2 separate regions of the Mus musculus genome follow, and region 1 is linked to region 2. A link is a contact called in public HiChIP or PLAC-seq data. All regions are on one chromosome and are shown on one strand. Each heading gives the region's core, a stretch centred on a gene start, on an enhancer-like site or on the middle of the called end of the contact. The rest is flanking DNA. Distances are from core to core; before and after follow the strand shown. Region 1 has its middle 20 kb from the start of Mir30b. Region 2 holds the start of St3gal1 (ST3 beta-galactoside alpha-2,3-sialyltransferase 1).

Region 1 (4,670 bases), core at 1,445-3,944, 1.1 Mb before region 2:
TTATGGGATGGATCCTCGGATGGGGTATTCTCTGGAGAAGACATTTTTTAATGGCATTTGCCTTAGGTAGGAAAGGATGAGGAATCAGGGCTATCCTTACTGTTACTGATTGGATGGCATTTAATTGTTCCTGCTAAAAATCCTCTTCTAAAAATCTACTCTGATGCTTTTGCCTGAGTTCCTGTGCATTCATTCCTCTATGTTCACTAAACTGTGTGTGTCACAGTAACTCTGTAACACTAATTGTGTTATGTTTGGAATACATTTTAATTGATGTTTTACTTCTAAGATCAAGCATGTGGTTTGTAATAGGGAAGGGTGGATAGGTGGGTGGGTGGTGGGTGGATGGATAGAAGGATGGATGGATGGATGGATGGATGGATGGATGGATGGATGGATGGATGGATTTCTTGGCCAAGTGAATGGCACAGTACATTGATCTAACCAAATAGGGACTGACAAGAGTCAGTTCCTGACAAGAAAGTCCTTTTCATCTGGGCAGTGGTGTGCACACCTTTAATCCCAGCACTTGGGAGGCAGAGTCAGGCAGATTTCTATGTTCAAGGCAAGCCTGTTCTACAGAGTGAGTTCTAGGACAGCCAGGACTACACAGAGAAACCCTGTCTTCAAAAAACAAAAAACAAAACACACACAAAAAAGTCCTTTTTATATTGCCAGCTTATTTTGATTTTGCCTATGTGTGAAGAATAGATCCAGCACACTTCCCAGAATACAGTCATAACAGAGCTGCCCTTAAGGAGTGGTCTAGTATGAGTCATAGCCTTCTTCCCATATCTGGAGCCATATATTTATAGATAATGCAGTGGGGTTTTTTATTTGTTAAACTGCAAAAAATAAATGGTTTTATGAAGGCCAAACAAAAGACTAATGGAGAAGGCTTTAATAATTAATTTTAAAGAGACTTACAGAAGACAGCTCAGCTATGAAGTTTTAGAAACATTTTTTTTTCCAGACAGGGTTTCTCAGTATAGCCCTGGCTGTCCTGGAACTCACTCTGTAGACCAGGTTGGCTTTGAACTCAGAAATCCACCTGCCTCTGCCTCCCAAGTGCTGGGATTAAAGGTGTGTACCACCACTGCCCAGCTGGAAACATTTATGTTATGAGTAGAAGATGTAGCCTGTTGGGTTGTTTGGGGATCCACTGAGGATGGTGTAAGGGCAACCTCACTACTCTTGTCCACTGTTGCTCTTTTAAATAGATCACCATATGTTTGAAAAGAGAGTGCTATTCATTTGAGAGCTACAAGATATGAGAGTCAACTAAGAGGTTACCATGTTATTTATTGCATAACACACTTTTCGAAATCACTCTTAAACAATGTTTAGTTTCTGTTTCCCCTCATTAGCACATTATTGTTCCCAAATACTGATTACAGACCAATGTCAAAAATGCTGCTGGGTCTGTACATTTTCCTTTCTTTAGGTAATTCTATTGATGGGTCTTAGTGAATCCCCACAAAAAAAGTAGGGACACAAAATTTAAAACCCTAACAATTCCTCTACAAAAGAGAAAACAGAACTTGTATTTATTGAATACCTACTATATCCAAAACACCATTATTCGCTTTTTTCATAAAGTGGCTTAGGAAATCTTCATAATTACCATTTTATAGAGGAAGTCTTGAGAGGTTAAGCAGTCTTCCCACCCACACAACATGTGGCACTGCTAAGGATCATTCCAGGTACATGTGACTTTAAGCCTCCGTTCTTTCAATAATATTACTAAGTTTCAAAGACCATATTGTGAGAAATCTTGCTGACAAAGCTAAGTCTATCACAAGATGCAAAGAGAAGCACTCTAAGATGTTAATTTCCTCTCTAGCTTCCTTGTTCATTCTCCCTTGGAGGCAATAAGGAAAATTCTATCCCCTGCTGACCCCTCCATTGTTGTATTCAATGCCCAGAATTATGTCAATTAAATAAGATCATTTGCATTGGTATAGGAATTTCAGACTTCACAAAGAATTTGCAACATTGTGTTTCTTCTCCATTTGATTAAAATTAAAATCCATTTAGGTTAGTGACTTACCCAAAGTCACATAGCTAATTAATAGGAAAGGACTTTCAACTAAATCTAGAATCTGCTGACCACACATACCCAGTGTATCGACAAGTGAGAATGTGGGCTTTGTTTGCTAAGGATGGGAAAGGATTTCATCCTTTCATATGCTGCTGCTTTTCTTCTCATGAGTAAAGCTCATCTCTCCAAGGCATAAAATGTATAAGGTGTTCACAGTCATCTCCATATCCTCTGGTAATTATCTGAATGTGAAGATGTCAATCTTCACCTTGAACTATTCCACAAATGAGCACTGGGGTGGGGGGGGGAGTATAAGAAAGTGGTTAGAGCACCATTATTCATTCTCAATTATATGAAGGCTGGCCTCAGCACAGTATAGGAAGGCAGATTAGAAATCCAGCCGAGATGGGGGTGGAGGTTCATCAGCTACCTAGGCTCAGCTGTTTTCTAGAAGATTCCAGAGTAGGAAGGAAAAAATGTAGCAGTATATAAGTATTTTTTTCTTATTTTACTCTACAAACTTTGAGCAGAAAGAAGGGTGACTTTCAGATGATTTGCCCATACTCAACCAGATGAAATGGGAAAGCAGGAAGAACATCTGATTTGGTTGCACAAGCTGCAATCAGACTGTCTACATGTTTGAGTTTCATTTTTCATCTAAATCTGTCACTGTAGAACCACAGCACCCTGTTCAGTGATTTAAAACAGGATAGGAGGGCAGAGGAACTTGATTCTGAGTAAGAACATGGGAAACATGAAGTATCAGCAGCAAAGAGAGAAGGCTTGCTGAAACATTTGACATTACCACTCATGAAAATACATTTAAGCATATGGCTTTCAGTGTTGGAGCTTTTGCTATTTCAAGTAGTGCTGAAAATGGCAGAGACAGTTGAATCTTAAAACCTAGCATCCATCATCTTTCTTCCAGATTATTGATTCTTTCCTGTCTGTATGTTGCCTTTAATATGAACATGTGTTCTTGGTGTACAGGACTTTTCTGAATGTAAAGAGTCATTCCATAATCTAATTATTTTTCCACATTTATAAGCATTGGAGAAAATAGTCACAGGTTGTTTTTTTTTTTTTTTCCTCTTGAGTACTCAAATACTTCGTCATTTGGATCAATCTTCCCATTTAGAAAGAAAAAAAATGGATGGGAAATATTCTGTGGTATCTAATGAAAGGTGGAAATTGAGGACGGTAGTAAGCTCAGCAATTGCTGGTGCCTCTTCTGTCTTGGTAGTATTTGCAAAGCTAAAGATAACTGTCACTTCTTTTTTTTAAATTTAATTTAATTTTTAAAATTGTTTTATTTATTTACAATCCTAACCCTAACTTTTTCGTAGGAGTCCCCAACCTCAGTGCAATGGTTGGCTGTGAGTATCTGCATCTGTCTCAGCCAAGTGCTGGTAGAGCTTCTCAGAGGACAGTCATGCTAGGTTCCTGTCTGCAGGCCAAACATGGCATAAGTAATACTATCAAGATTTGCCTGCCCATTGGACTGTTCCCAAGTTGGATTGGTCACTGGATGGCCTTTCCTTTCATCTCTGCTCCATTTTTGTCCCTGCATTTCTTTTAGACAGGATCTATTCTGGGTCAAAAATTTTAAAGGTAGGTTGGTGACCCCATCCCTCCACTGGGGCCCTGTCTGTCTACTGGAAGTGGTCTCTTCTGGTTCCATCTCCCCACTGTTGGGCATTTCGGCTAAGGTCATCCCCATTAACTTCTTGGAGCCTCTGCCATTCCAGGTCTCTGGGACTTTCTAGAGATACACACACACACTTCCTACAGCTGCATGTTCCTATTTATTCTCCTGGACCTCTGATCTTCTTCCTGTCTCCACCCATATCTGATCCTGCACCCTATTCTCCCCTCCCCTCTCCCACCAAGGTCCCTCTTCCCTTTTCCCTCCCTCCTGATTATTTTGTTCCTGCTTGTAAGTGGGATTGAAGCATCCTCACTTGGGCCTACCTTCTTGTTAAACTTCTTACTGTCTGTGGGTTATATCATGGGTATACTCTACTTTTTGGCTAATATCTACTTATCAGTGAGTACATACCATGCATGTTGTTTTGGGTCTGGGTTGCCTCACACATGATCATATCTTCTAGTTCCATCCATTTTCCTGAAAAGTTCATGATGTCCTTGTTTTTAATAGCTGGATAGTATTCTATTGTATAAACAGAATACTAATTTTTGTATCCATTCTTGGGTTGAGAGACATCTGGGTTGTTTTCAGCTTCTGACTATCACAGATAAAGCCACTATGAGCATAGTGGAACATGTTCCTCTATGGTATGGTCGGGCATCTTTTGGGTATATACGCAATAGTGGTATCTTCAGGATAGAGTCTTCAGGCAGATCTATTTCCAACTTTCTGAGGAACCTCCAGATTGATTTCCAGAGTGGTTGTACCAGTTTGCAATCCCACTACTAATGGAGGAGTATTCCTTTTCCTCCACATCTTTGACAACATGTGCTGTCACCTGAGCTTTTGATCTTAGCCATTATGATTGGTGTAAGGTGGAATCTCAGGGTTATTTTGATTTACATTTCCCTGATGACTAAGGATGTTGAACCTTTCTTTAAGTGCTTCTTGGCCATTCAAGATTCCTCTGTTGAGAATTCT
Region 2 (5,092 bases), core at 932-3,431:
GACCTGGGGCTATTCATTTGCCTAATCTAACCTTCCCTCTACAGAATCCATTAGATTATAATAGCAGCCTTCCATTCATATAGTATTTTTCCATCTCCCTAAGTGATTCCCTATGCACTCTGCCTCCTTGCCAGAACACTACAATTAATTCATCCAGCACTCCCTTACTAGCTTCTGGACTACAGGGAGAGGACTCCAGTCAGCGGGAAGCAAGGCACAGTGTTCCTCAGCTACAGTAAGCCTCATCAAATCAAGAGGCACATGGGCAGCAGATACAGGCTTGCAAACCACAGGGCTCTTTTCTTTAACCCTGAGGTCCAGTTAGGTGACCATTTAACTTGTATTCTACTGAAAGTCACCACAGTGTGAGTATGTTCCTGCTCCAAACTGTATCTGTGGGGACCAAGGATCTAAGTGGCTCACACTAGATAGGGCTGCAAGATGTTGTGCTAGGGAGGACAGTAGCCGATGGGGATGGGATCTCTGCCTTCCTCTCACATACACACAAAAGAATGCCAGGCGCTGCAGTTTGAACAGCTTCTCAGAGAGAACACAGCTCATAGAGATGCGCCCAGTGACAAGGACCTCACCTCGTTTCTAGCATGGAAACCCAAACCAACCTAGAACAGCAGAGAAAACTACTCAGCACAGGTCATAGAACACCTTGGAGACCCCCTCCTCTCATATCCTGGTGAGGGACAGCCCAGTGGCAGATCAGACCCCAGTGAGGTTTAACTGGAAGAGTCTTGGCAATACTTCTCCCTTACCCCGCACACACAAATTATAACTTAGAGGTTTCTGTTCTTTTCCTTCCTTTTCTGGTAGTTTGTTGTTTCTTTGTCCTCCACTTCTTCCCTTTTAACAATTTCTCTTCTACTTCCTCGGAACTTACACAGTGTACCAACCCTATCTAGGCAGTCCAGAAGCAGAGTTGAAACCCACTCCTTCCTCCTTCCACAAGCTGGCTTGGATTGAGTGAGCTCTTAGATGCCAAGGGCAGTTTCAAGAGCCCTGTATCCACTTGCTCAGTACAACAACCCAAGCAAACGAACGCTGGGACCAGGGCCCTTTGCAAGGGAGTACGTGGAAACACAAACCTAGGAAACAGTGGATATGGCCCAAAGAGCCCAAGATCACACCGTAATGGAGAAGTGCCGCAAATTCGCCCCAACATTACAGCCTCATTCTAGTGAGTAAACAGCCAGGCAGCTCTGGCCTCCCCCACTGCAAAGGCTTGTCCCCAGAAGTCTCCAGAACTGAAAACGGAGAGACTCCTGCGCACACCGTCTTTCCTCTTAACATTCCACGGAAAAGTTGTAGATGAGATAGTTCCAGTGAGAGGATACCCACTGACAAACCAGATCTTAGAAATGCCTTTTAAATCCACCATTTATGATCTACGACCCACACACGTTAAATTCCGTACCCTCACTTCCCTATTAAAACAGAAAAACTTCTACCCTAACCTAAACCAAATCCCCATCCCCAGGCTGCCTTGGGGACCTTTCTAACTCTGATTCCCACTATCAGCCTTTGCTTAGCGCTGGTCTGCGAAGCTGTCTATCCATCCGCAAAGGAAAGGCCCTCGGCGGAGTAGACGGGAAGGGCGGGGATGTGGATGCTTATAGTGACCTGCTCTGCGGCTCCCAGTCCTGGCTGCACAGACACCGCAATCCCTAACCCCGCGGTGCCCCTCCCCAAGCCTACCTAAATCCCACCTCGAGTCCCACGCCCTCAGAAAAAGCGGTGGCTTTGCCTGATCGCCCTCTCTCTCCACTGCGACCCTGAATGGGGCTCTTCTGGGCACCGCCAGCCACATCCTCTCGGTGCACGCCCAACGCCTCGTCCCTCGGGTTGACCCCACGGGCTTCGAGCCTCTCGGGAGTTCTTCCCTAGCCTCGCCAGCTGTTCCCGCAGATCCCTCTCTTGAGGCAGTGATATTGTTCCCGCGCTGCCTCCTCCGGCGTCTCTCAGACGGGTCCGGCCTCCACCCAGCCCGCTGCTGTCCACGTGGCTTGGCTGAGCTATATTGAGCTTGCAGGAAGCCCCAAGCTAGAGGAAAGCCGAGCTGAGGCCGGCAGGAGGGGCGGAGGGGGGCGCCCGAGCGCCAAGGGGCGGGCGCTGGGCGGAGGAAGGGGAGGAACCTAGAGCCGAAGAGCCGTGCTGGGCGCGCCGGAGTCACGGCTGGGACCGGGCGGGCGAAAGCGACTCCTCCCCGGACGCCCCGCCTCTCACTCCCGTTACACCCGGGGGAAGGTGTTCCAGAGGCGGCTCCCATCCTCACCCCGCCTCCCTTTTCTCCGGCGCTAACCTCTGCCGGCGGAGCCCACTATGCCAGACACTTTCGACACTTTGCAAAGACAAAGAGCCCTAAACCGGAGGGAGGAGAGAGGAGGAGGCAGAGAAGGAGCGTGAGGTTTGAGCTGGCTGGGTAAGTATCCTGAACACATCTCCTTAGATACCTCTCTGAACCTCTTCAGTGCCCCCAAAGTCCGGAGTGTCTCTGGCTTTGGTAAGTACGCACCCAGCTGGTCCCTGTCCCGGTGCCCCAGGGACGGCGCCCCCTCGCGAGTTGGGGCTGGAGAAATGTTGCTTGTGTTCTCTGAGTACTGAGGTGATCGTCCCGACCCGGGCACAGAAGGGGTGGGAAAGGGACTAGAAAGGTGTAACAGTAGAAATGGGACCAAAGACCCTAGGCGCCAAGAGGGAGACACAAGGAGAGAGATCTCTGTCTCCGCCACGGTGGTCTTCTACCTGCGGGTCAGGGAGGAGACTCCAGCTCTGGGGCTCCAGGCTCTTTGGCACTTACTGGAGGAGCCTGCCGGAGCTCAGTGAAGAGCCTATGGCAGTTGTAGCAGTGGCTCCCGGAGCGGCCGTGGTGACATTGCGCCCAGCACCGCAGTGGATCCCCGCCCGGGCCGCGGGTAGGAGACTCCATCAGGCGCAGATTGTCCCCACTCTCTAGAGAAGCGGAGGTCTCGGGCTGGGACACTGGGGACGCTTGGAAAGCGTTGGTTTTCCAGACCAGAGGTCTGGACAGTGTCCGGATGGAGTCTCCCGATCAGCTGTGGGCAGGCGCGGACCCGGGAGGAGGCTGTTGGTCCCCGGGACACCTCTAATACCGCCCCGTTTCGGATCTCGGGGAGAAGTTGGAGCTTAGGACAGCACAGCAAAAAGCGGTGTGTCAGAAAGTGGGTAGATGAGGGTGGTCAAAGTGAGCGTGGCGGTGGAAAGTCTAAACTTGGAATCTGCTCCAAACCCGTTAGGCGCCGCAGCTGCCAAGAAATAATGGGACAAAAGTTAGCAAAGTCTGCATCTCTGTAGTGTGACCTGCGCAGGGCATGGTCTGCTGCTTTGATATGTGCACGGGGTGGGCAATGGTGACACCGGACAAAGCGACTTGGTTGGAGTACTATTAGCTCGGGATTCGGACCTTTGCGCAAGCAACTTTCAGCCCTCGTTTTTCTACGCGTGGGTGTTTGAGTGTGACCTTGCGGGAGGCAGCGCGGCTGAACTCGAGAAGGGGATTAAGTCTCCCGGTGCCTGCCTCGTAGTACAGGTAAAGCGTGGGGCCCTTCGCCTTGCTTCACCGTGGAGTCTCAGAAAAGGTGCCCGAACCTCCATCCATCTGCTGGAACCTGGAGTTTCTCCAGCCTTTTGCACAAGGGTCCTAGCCAGCTTCTTCCTCCAGCAGGAATTGGTGGCGCGCTCCATGAGAGACATGTGCGCGCCCAAAAGCGTGCGAGTGGGTGGGAGTTGGGATGGTCAAGCCATCTCGGAAGCTGATTGACTCCCGGAGACACTAGTGACCCTCCCCCACCCCCCACCCCCCAGGACAGGAACAAGCTCGCACAGTTGCTACATCAGGCATTTGCCAGACTTTCTCTGTGTTTAATGGGTAAAGCCTGTCCTCTCCCAGTTTACCACTGTCTCGGGTCCCCACGCTTCCATGGACTTGTGGTGAGATGGAGCGCCCACGCCTTCCTGCTGCAGGTGAGGGGCGCTCCCCAGCAGAAAGACTGCTAGGATCAGGGGACGATCTCTGCCACCGCTTCTGACTTGTAGTTGATGCTAACACTGTGCGCACTAAAAGGGCCTCTAGAAGGCGTCCCGAGTCCGGACGCCCCTTGTCCCTTTCCACGATTGCTACTAAATTAAAATTCATCCAGTGACTTCCAGGAGAGCGCTGAGCACCCACCCTGCTAAACCAGAGTGTGCAGTTCTGGAAACTGCGGGCGGTGTCCCTAGGTTTTCTTTCTTGGATGATGGCCCAGAGCGCCCCCAGGTTTGAAAAAGAGGGATGCATTGCCCCCTGTCGGCTGCTTTGGATAGAGCGGTTAAACTAAGCTGTGAGAAAGGGTGACCAAAGCCACTGGGTTGGGCCCCTGCGCCTCTGCACTTCCCCTTCCTGTCCCAAACACCAAAGCCTAGTCATTTTCTGAACTTTCATGATTGGCTAAAAGAAAGAAAAAAAAAAAACTAAAATTCTCCATCTGTGTCTCCTGTGTGTGCCTAAAATTGGGTGTAAGATGAAGAACTTCGCTTTGAACATATGACTTAGCCTCTGAAAACCACAGCTTCCATATCTGTAAAGCGGAGCCATTCCTACGGACTCCAAAGAGTCCTGAAGAACAGATATTATGTATAACTGTGTGTAGACATATACTGGGCAAACAGGCTCGAAAATATGCTTGTGTATATACATGTACGTGAACAGAAGCCAACTAAAGAATAAAAGGATGGATAGAGGACTTCTTCCCTGTCCTTTCTGACATTTCCTTTCCCTGCCTTTTTCGTTCAGGTCATGCTGGCCAGCAAAGCCACAGCCTGGACTTAGCGGGGCCTTCCCCACACTGGCTTTGACCAGATCTGGGGCTAGAAAACAGGAAGTGTTGCTTGACGTGACCACAGGGGTTTCTTCGGGAGTGTGAGCACCACTCTTTTTGGGCTCTGGAGCAGTGAGCACGAGCTGACTTTTTCTGAGCTATTTGTAGATGGCTCTGAGTTCATTCTTCAGGTGCAGGCTACCAGCACCCTTCCCATGCTCCTCCTGAGGTTGGGGCCTCTGAACAGTTGGCTGTCACTAATGTTA

Evidence for each region. HiChIP or PLAC-seq counts read pairs in DNA pulled down with a chosen protein or histone mark.
Region 1: a contact with region 2 is called in an H3K4me3 HiChIP or PLAC-seq map of bone marrow-derived macrophages, with 4 times the contacts expected there. The contact joins the enhancer-like site here to the promoter of St3gal1 in region 2. A contact is called at or near these places in 1 of 39 promoter capture datasets (hippocampal neurons) and 6 of 115 datasets of contacts at active chromatin or transcription factors (the NIH/3T3 cell line, bone marrow-derived macrophages, differentiating embryonic stem cells and 3 more).

Annotation. Positions count from the first base shown.
Region 1 is chr15:68,315,170-68,319,839 of GRCm38.p6, reverse strand. No RefSeq gene overlaps it. Among named protein-coding and RNA genes, the nearest start is that of Mir30b, 20 kb to the left of the region's middle. Within about 2 kb of position 2,694, at least 3 of the 459 cell types and tissues checked have an H3K27ac peak or open chromatin away from gene starts, as enhancers often do. A contact at or near this core is called in bone marrow-derived macrophages, where this site is marked.
Region 2 is chr15:67,173,971-67,179,062 of GRCm38.p6, reverse strand. It overlaps St3gal1 (ST3 beta-galactoside alpha-2,3-sialyltransferase 1), which reads left to right and starts at 2,181. Exons shown (of 9, transcript NM_009177.4): 1 at 2,181-2,431.